3 separate regions of the Zea mays genome follow, and all the other regions are linked to region 1. Evidence: chromatin contacts called from public Hi-C data. All regions are on one chromosome and are shown on one strand. The core of a region is the stretch at or near the end of the contact, and the rest is flanking DNA. Distances in the headings are between cores, read along the strand shown.

Evidence for each region. A called contact is a pair of places that touch in the nucleus more often than the background predicts.
Region 2: a Hi-C map of ear shows a contact between it and region 1, with 2.3 times the contacts expected there. The contact joins the promoter of LOC100282760 here to the promoter of LOC542213 in region 1. A contact is called at or near these places in 2 of 25 Hi-C or Micro-C datasets (bundle sheath and ear).
Region 3: a Hi-C map of tassel shows a contact between it and region 1, with 3 times the contacts expected there. The contact joins the promoter of LOC103651102 here to the promoter of LOC542213 in region 1. A contact is called at or near these places in 2 of 25 Hi-C or Micro-C datasets (bundle sheath and tassel).

The regions. Positions count from the first base shown.
Region 1 is chr3:192,794,183-192,796,994 of Zm-B73-REFERENCE-NAM-5.0, reverse strand. LOC542213 (cystatin 1) reads left to right here and starts at 1,420. Exons shown (of 3, transcript NM_001111825.2): 1 at 1,420-1,746. The coding sequence starts at 1,534.
Region 2 is chr3:192,972,723-192,975,534 of Zm-B73-REFERENCE-NAM-5.0, reverse strand. It overlaps LOC100282760, which reads left to right and starts at 1,443. Exons shown (of 11, transcript NM_001155666.2): 1 at 1,443-1,814. The coding sequence starts at 1,611.
Region 3 is chr3:192,945,532-192,948,343 of Zm-B73-REFERENCE-NAM-5.0, reverse strand. LOC103651102 (EID1-like F-box protein 3) reads left to right here and starts at 1,422. Exons shown (of 1, transcript XM_008676705.4): 1 at 1,422-2,812. The coding sequence starts at 1,756.

The DNA.
Region 1 (2,812 bases), core at 171-2,670:
TGTGGGTAACAAGTGATGGCGAATTGTCAGTCAACCTCTAGTTTCTAATGGAGTACTAGTGGCGTAGCACTGTAGCCAGCTGGGATTTTTCATTTTTTGGAGCGACCGAGCTGATACAGAGTGCACACAGCAGCCTCAGCCATCAGGTCCATGCTCATCACACCCTACAAAGCTACAAATCTGCTGTGATCGCTGGTCCAAGTCTGCGGAGGAAATAAATGGAGTAGAGTAGAATCTAACAGAGCAAGACAGCTCAACCGTGCGCGCACGGCTAGATTTCTTTGTATGGAACATCTGTTATCTTCTGTCCCGGACAAATAGCCTTTTTCGACCTAGATAGAACTTTGGTTCTTGAGGTGAGGTGTCTTCCTTCAGGTTTCCAGGCGTTCTTCTTTGACGCCGGCGAGCGCTGGAGAGATGTCCAAGCCTGCCTGTCGGCTGGCAGCGAATTCATGGCCCAACTGCTACGGAATATTTTGCAGCAGCCCAACAGCAGCCCAAGGGACACACGGGCCCCGCCCCGGCCCCCGGCATCTCATGGGTCTTAAAGCCCTATTTGGTTCAGCTTTTGGGCTGATTTTGGCGACTAGAAACAGCTTAGATGCCAAACGCACTGCTTCTCGGCCGGCTTCTCTGGCCGCGCTTTCTCGAGAATCGCGCCTATATAGACGTAGAAAACAAGGATATATCACTATTCTTAGGTATAGTATATTTAGAATACTCTATATTTTTAATAAAAAATTACAAAATATGATACTGTTAGAGCTATTTTTTATAAGTTAAACCTTGTACTATTGAAAATGCTCTTAATCTCATTGAAAAATCGAGGATCGAATCCACTGCCATCTCTATCCATATCCGTAGCGTGACGCGTCCGGAACACGTGTTACGACGGCGTAGCTTCAGTGTAGAAGCCTAGAAGGGTAAAATGTCCTCCCTTTCCCTTTCCAATCCCCACGCCGCCACAACCAACTTTTTTGGATTTTAGCCTTTTTTGGGTTTTTTTTGCACAACTATGCCCTTTACAGTTTCATTTCAAAAAATGGACCCCAACCTCGGCGCCATCATCATTGGCGCCGAGGTAACACACATCGACGCCAGTACCATTGGCGCCAACTTTTCCTACGTGGCAGCCGATGTGGCAAGTCCCAGGGGGTCGGCGCCATAGATCTTGGCGCCGACCCCCCTTGACGGTGGGGTCCGGTGCTATCCAGGGGGGTCGGCGCCAAGATCTATGGCGCCGACCCCCTGAGACTTGCCACATCGGCTGCCACGTAGGAAAAGTTGGCGCCAATTATGTTGGCGCCACTATGTATTACCTCGGCGCCAATGATGACGGCGCCGAGGTAAGGGTCCATTTTTTGAAATGAAACTACAAAGGGCATAATTGTGCAAAAGAAACCCCGAAAGGGCTAAAATACAAAAAAGTTGGCCGCCACAACAATATCGCATTGACATATCGTTCATCGGATCCAGTCCTCTCCCGGGATCTCCTCCGGCTATAAATTTCCGGCCCCAATTCACCCAATCCAGATGCGCAAACATCGAATCGTCTCGCTAGTGGCTGCCCTACTCGTGCTGCTTGCCCTCGCCGCCGTTTCCTCCACGCGCAGCGCACAAAAGGAGTCCGCGGCTGACAACGCCGGGATGTTGGCAGGCGGCATCAAGGACGTGCCGGCGAACGAGAACGACCTCCAGCTCCAGGAGCTCGCGCGCTTCGCCGTCAATGAGCACAACCAAAAGGCCGTAAGCCCTCTGCCCTTTTTTGCCGGTTTGGTACCCCTTCTCTATGACGTGCCCGTGTTCTGCTGCGTGGTTGTGTGGTGCTCACGGTTTTGAAGGAGATCATGAATTCCTATGTAGCAGCTGCATCGTTTTGGTCTGATTTGACTCTCTGTTGGTCGAAAGATACTCGATGTCCGAAACAGTGTAAATCTGAACGGATCTAAAAAAGGAACTCTAAAATAGAGTCGTACAAATTGAAGACCGTGTTTAGGGCCTCAAATATTTTTTTACTCCAACAATTAGACCTTAAATAATGTTATTTAGGAAATAAATCATATTATTAGAAAATAAATAGTTGGAGATTAAGAGGAAATGAGGGGGCTTATGGAGGGGATGCTCTAGAAGCATGGTGTTGAGCAATAGTGATACACAAAGATTTCTTAGACTAACCTGATGATTGTTTTTTTCCTTGAGAGGTTCAGTAGGTGATCTTGCTTATGCGAAGATTTCTGCTGCCCATTGAATTTGATTTGGTCGCTTGGATTTACGAGTAATCGCATATCAGTATTTCACCGCCCAAGAGGTCATCTGAACTAGCAGTACTAATATTGAACTTTATAGCCTAGTAAAATCAAATATTAATAAATTTGTCAAGTTCAATTTCATTTATGATTGGCTGTTCGCTTCGGATTAAAGCAAGTTGTTTGGGCTGCTGCTATAGAGACAAAAACACTGTAGAAGCAGTAGAAGTCGATACGGATTAAAGCCAAACAAAATGGTACTTGCCGGTACCCTGTAGCTAGGGTACCCTCTCCTACTGTTTCAAGGCAGATACATGTGTGATTACATGTAACCGCGTGCTGAGGAACTGATCCACGCGGCCACCGGTAAATGCGGACTGAGAAATTGAGCAGCCGGACCCATGGGTCCGGACCTGTCTAACGAGGCCATTGGCCTCGGGACCCGCTCCTCGCTCGGGGACAGGTCTGGTGCCGCCACGTGTCCCCGGGGGTGAAAATGCCCAAAGACTACTGCTATGAGTCCGGACCCCGTAGGTGGGACCCGGACCCCCACGTATGCCGTCTGG
Region 2 (2,812 bases), core at 194-2,693, 180 kb before region 1:
AGCTTAGTGAGTTGGACGACTAATCTATTGAAGAGTTAAAGGGTGTTTGGTTTCTAGGGACTAATGTAAAACCCTTCATTTTATTCCATTTTAGTCTATAAATTGTCAAATATAGAAACTAAAATAAAGTTTTAGTTTCTATATTTAGCAATTTTGGAACTAAAATGGAATAAAATGTAGGGACTAAAAATTAGTCCCTAAAAACCAAACACCCCCTTATTTTACTATTAAGTAGCTAAAATTTAGTTTCATGAGATGCTCTTGTTATACTTTTATATTTAGATCAAATAGTACTAGTATTGACTATTGAATGGTGGAGCTGTGCTGACATTGGGATACATGAAAATAGACATCCTCTTGCATTCATTTTAGCTTTCTTTTCTTATCTTATCTAAAATTACTCTTTTTACATGTTGTACATATCCGTCGGCTATTTTGATGACCTGTCGAAATCAATCTAGCTTATCACCAGACTATCTATATCTAAAGTTATCTTTAACAATTTCTCTATCTTATCTTTTATCTATACATGTCTAAACGGGTGGACCGTGCCGTGCCGGCTCGGCATGAGTCCGCCCTCGGCCGGGCACGTTTAGGCCCATTAGGTTGATGGATCGTGTCGGGCCACCGTGCCACATCTCAGGCTCAAGCGTCCGTTAAGGCTCGCCGTGCTTTGACCGGAGTGGGAAGGAAAATAAGCAAAAAAAAGCCTAAAAACAAGTTTTGAAAGGATTTAAACCCTGTTGGAGTTTTTAAAGTGGTTAGCGGCACCACTCTAGCCAACTAAACCAAATTTATTTTGTGTCTAAACTATTAAAGTTGCTTCTAATATACATAGAAATGCGCTGGGAAATTCAAAAAATGGGCCGTGCTCGGGGCGGCACGACGTGCCACGGCAGCGGCCCAAATCCGACACGAATAACGGACTGTGTCGTGTTCGTGATGGGCTAAAAACGTGCCGTGCCACGGGCCGCCCGACGGGCACAACCCATTTAAACATATATATACTTTTATCTTATTCTTTAAAACTTCAATCTATAAACAGTTTGAATACAATCTAACTCCTATTTTAAAATCTATTATATAAATAATATCGTCTATATTACTCTCTCCGTTTTAAATTAAAATTCGTTTTGCCTTATATAAATGTGGATATAAAAATCTAGAACTAAAACGACTACTAGATTTAAATTAAAATTTGTTTTGCCTTATATATCTAAGTTCATAATCATTTATATGAGTGTGGATATAAAAATTTAGAGCTAAAACGACTACTATTTTAAAATATAAGGGTACAAAACAATGTTTCATACGCTGATTTGTACGATCGGTTGGAGTCACCTGGGGCACAACAACATCTCGCGTCGCGTTCATTCTGCATGCGCTAAGCAGATGGACAACTCCACCTAAACCCGCAGCAAAATTTTCCGAATTCCAAACACATGGCCAAACACATGGTGATGACAAGGAACGCCGAACGCGACCTTGACCGGAGCAGACGTTTGGAGTCTCAGACCAATCGTCATATCCGACCCCATAATTTTATTTCGACATATCAAGTCTAAAGCAAGCGCACTACTCCTCGGATAGCCACGGCAGCAGCAGCAGCCATGGCTTGCTCCGCGCACCTTGTGTCCCAGAGCCTCTACTCGTCCCACCGCGCCAGCCCGGGCGGGCCTAGGAATCTCCGTTCCCAGGGCCGACCGCCGGCGCGGGCGTCTCCCTCTGCGAGGCCTGGCTCAAGGGTCAGTGGCTGCCGGGGTGTCAGCCTGAGAGTCGCCGCGTCGTTCGAGCAGGGAAGGAGGCAAGTGGAGGTAAGCGCCTTTCAAAACCCTCAATTATGAGCGCGAGCGGGGGAATTTGGTAAGGACTGTTCGGATTGCTGGATGAAATGGAGCAAACCGAAGGATTCGGCCGCGCTGTTCGTCTGTTATGCCCTTTGGGAATGCGTGAAATAGGAAACGGGACTTCTTGCCTTGTGCCGAGGCGCGCTTAAGACAGCATGTTTAATAGTCATCCAAAACACTGTTTTGTATTGGTCGTAGAGTGAGGTTTAAATATAAAGATGATAAGTGAGCTGCTGAAAATAGACTACGGTCGTAGGGGTAGAATGAAGTTTAAATATAAAGATGCTGGAGATATACTAAGGCGTCTCCTTTGTTCGGGCGTAGTGCCCCTCACAACAAAACCAAACCACAGGAAAATGCACTTTCTTTGCTTACACGAAACTTGTTTATCTTTCAGCGGTCCCGAAATGTGCTTTCGTCTTATAGGCCCTTCCTTTGTCTAGGCTCCGTATTCCTGTAACTGTAAGGCATCCAAAGTGTTTCCTATGTATTTTTGGGCCTCATATTACGTTTTTCGACCAATCTTAGGCCGTAATATATTCAAATGAAAATTATGATGCAGTTTTCATATCCCATCTCCTATTTCACGTCCTATCTCAAACTTCATTCTACAGTCAGTACTTTATATGACCACATACACGATCTATTATACACAAACATAACATGTTAGTACAATCCGCCACTGATTTCTAAAAGGGATTGATCGATTATTTAGGGCCTGTTTTGTTCCCCTACTAAGTCGGATGTTTGATACTAGTTAGAAGTATTGAATATAGTTTAATTACAAAACTAATTACATAGATAAGAACTAAACGACAAGATGAGTGTTTAAAAAATTGTCTCGTCATTTAATCTTTATCTACATACTTAGTTTTATAATTAGACTATATGTAATACTCATAATTAGCATTAAAGCATTTGATGTGTCACAAACTAAACTTTAGTCCCGGAAACCAAACACCCCC
Region 3 (2,812 bases), core at 173-2,672, 150 kb before region 1:
GGGTCTAGCCATCGGCCCATGGTCCGGCCCGTAATTGCTTAAACGTGCTGGGCTCATTTCGGGCGACCCAAAATTATAAAAGCCCGAAATTCACATTAGGGCCCGGAATTCAGTTTTTGGCCCGAAATTTAGTTTTTGGCTCAAAATTCACATTAGAGCCCCAAATTCAAAATAATAATAATAAAACAAATAAAAGATAAGACGAATAAATTTGAACAAAATCAAACTTAATATTTGTATTAAAGTTACCACAGCTATGTAATGACTACCTCGTTTATAAATCATTTTGTTAGAAGGAAAAAGAGTATAATCAACTCTATACAAAGTTCGTAAGTTCAGTTTATTGTCTAATATTCATAACAAAAGCAAAATTACATCACACACTCTAATTCAAAGCTAAAAAAACATCTAACTAGCATTATCTCTAGCTTTGTGTTTTTATCAAGTATATGAAAGTGTGGAATGAAGTGTGGTTTTAATAAATATATGGGCCTTTTCGTGCCTCTATATGAGCCATTTCGTGCCTGCCTTAAACGGGTCGTGCTCGTGCCCGCCCATGGGTCATGACCTCGGCCCAAACCCGACCCGATATAACGGGCCGTGCCGGCCCGACACTAAATTATTTCGGGCCGTGCCGTGCCTGGGCCGTGCTTTTTTTCCGTGCTTCGGACCGGCCCATCAGACCCGGCTCAAATGTACACCTATAGGCCGAGCGCAAGTAAGAAGGATTTTTCATGCCAAAGAAATAGTAAGGCAAACTATGGTAATAAAATTTATAATTTAATAAATCAGATATAAGGAGCTGACAAGTTTTAGTAGTAAACTAAACAAGAGCTAAAATTAAAACCTAGCAAATCTTTGACGTGGCGTATTTTGAAAGGTACTAACTAATTAAGCTCGGATAGCACAGCAATCAGCCCACCAACCCCCGGAGACGAGCTCTCCAGGGCGCCGCGCCCCCCGCCGGCGAGATATTTTGGCGACCAGCGATAGCAGGGCGGGACAGGGCTTCACGTGTCGTGTCGTGTCGCTCTCCGCGCGCAGCACTCGACGCAAAAGAAAAGGCCTGAATCCGGCAAGCAAAAGAGCTGCGGTGCCGGTGACGATGAAATCAGAATTTGCGCGCGGATGAGATGTTTTGGAAAAGGAGACGTGCTGCCTTGGATGGTCGGCACGCGTCCTCCGCGCGCCAGGACACGCGTCGGCCACGGAGACTCGTCAGGACACGCGTCCACGGAGGAGGCAACAACGCCCTGCTTTCCTGGCACGTGTCCCGCTGGTGGCTCCGTCGTCTTTCCCTCGTCGAGGGCCGGTATGGCTGGATTTGGAAAGGTGGCTGGATTAAGAATTCAATCGGGATAGAGCTCTCGCTATAAACAATGCGAGCGAGCCTGATTGATAGTATAGCGTAGAGCCGTCGCGCGATGTGACGTCCTACAATTGTTATAATAGTGCTAATAATAGTAGTAAGATCTGGCAATTATACGTGCCCGGATCTTCTGTCAGGTAGCTCTCAACAGATGTACCCGCGTAGAGAGAGAGAGAGAGAGTAGTAGCTCTCAACTGCGATTGAGATGCCGCGCATCGCTCCGCATCAGCTGAGATCCATCCTTACGTTGAATTGGCTGTAGTCATTTGTCTTTTAGCGCCGAGCAGATAAGATATTTGGGCGATCGAGGAGAGCATTGACAGGATGGTTCTCGCGTTGGTCGCACCTGCAATCCAGCTAAGCTCACGACTAATTATTGGCACTCGATGCCGGAGTGGCCATTTGTCAAGCGGCGGATGGCGCCACGACACCTTGGCCGGTCGCGTCCTGCCCCGACACCCAAGCCTTTCGGGGAGCACGCGAAGTGGTCAACGACTCGCGTCAGCGACCGCGCGTACAGTATATTATATCTTCTTCATCCCCCCTGCCACTGCCCGCTGCGCGCTCTGCATCGCCTAGGTAGGAGGAGTAGGACTCTCTGGCTTGGGTTGGCAATGAGCGAGGGCGCGCGGAACACGCGCCAGTTCTTCGCCGCGTCGACCAGCGGCAGCGGGAGCAGCAGCGCGACCTACCGGGACGGCGGCGGCGGCATCGGCGTGGCGCGGGCCAGTCTCGTGAACACGGGGATCCTGGACGAGAACGTCCTGGCGCTGGTGTTCCGGTACCTCAACTTCGACCCCAAGGCGCTGTGCACCGTGTCCTGCGTCAGCAGGCGGCTGCGGGCCGTCGCGGAGCGCGTGCTGTGGCGGGAGCTCTGCGTCTCGCGGGCGCCGCGGATGGTGGCCTCGCTCGCGGGCGGCGGCGCGCCCCCGGGGCGCGTCGTGGGCGGGTGGCCGGCGCTGGCCAAGCTGCTCCTCTTCTGCTGCGGCGCGGCGGCGGCGGCCGTGCGGGGCCACTTCACGGGCGTGTCCCGCTTCTCCAAGACGTCCGGCCGGAGCTTCCTGTCGCGCCGGTGCCGGGGCGACCTGCTCTACGTGTCGGACCCCTGCGAGCACGCCGTCCACGGCGCCGACGACGACGTGGGCGCCTACCGCGGCGTGTTCCGGGGATTCACGCGCTCCCGGACGCGCGCGTGCCTGGTGGGGCGCCGGGCCCCGCTGGAGACGCGCGTGCGCTGCCCCTACTGCGGCGCGCGCGTCTGGAGCATGGTGGCGGCCGGGATGGCGCCGCGCAGCGCGTGCCGCAGGCTCGGCGCCCACGAGGGACGCCTCCAGTACTACGTCTGCGTCAGCGGACACCTCCACGGCAACTGCTGGCTCGCGCGCCTCACCTCCAGCGACGCCGATCGCGACGCCGACTCCGAGGATGACGCTTCCACGGAAG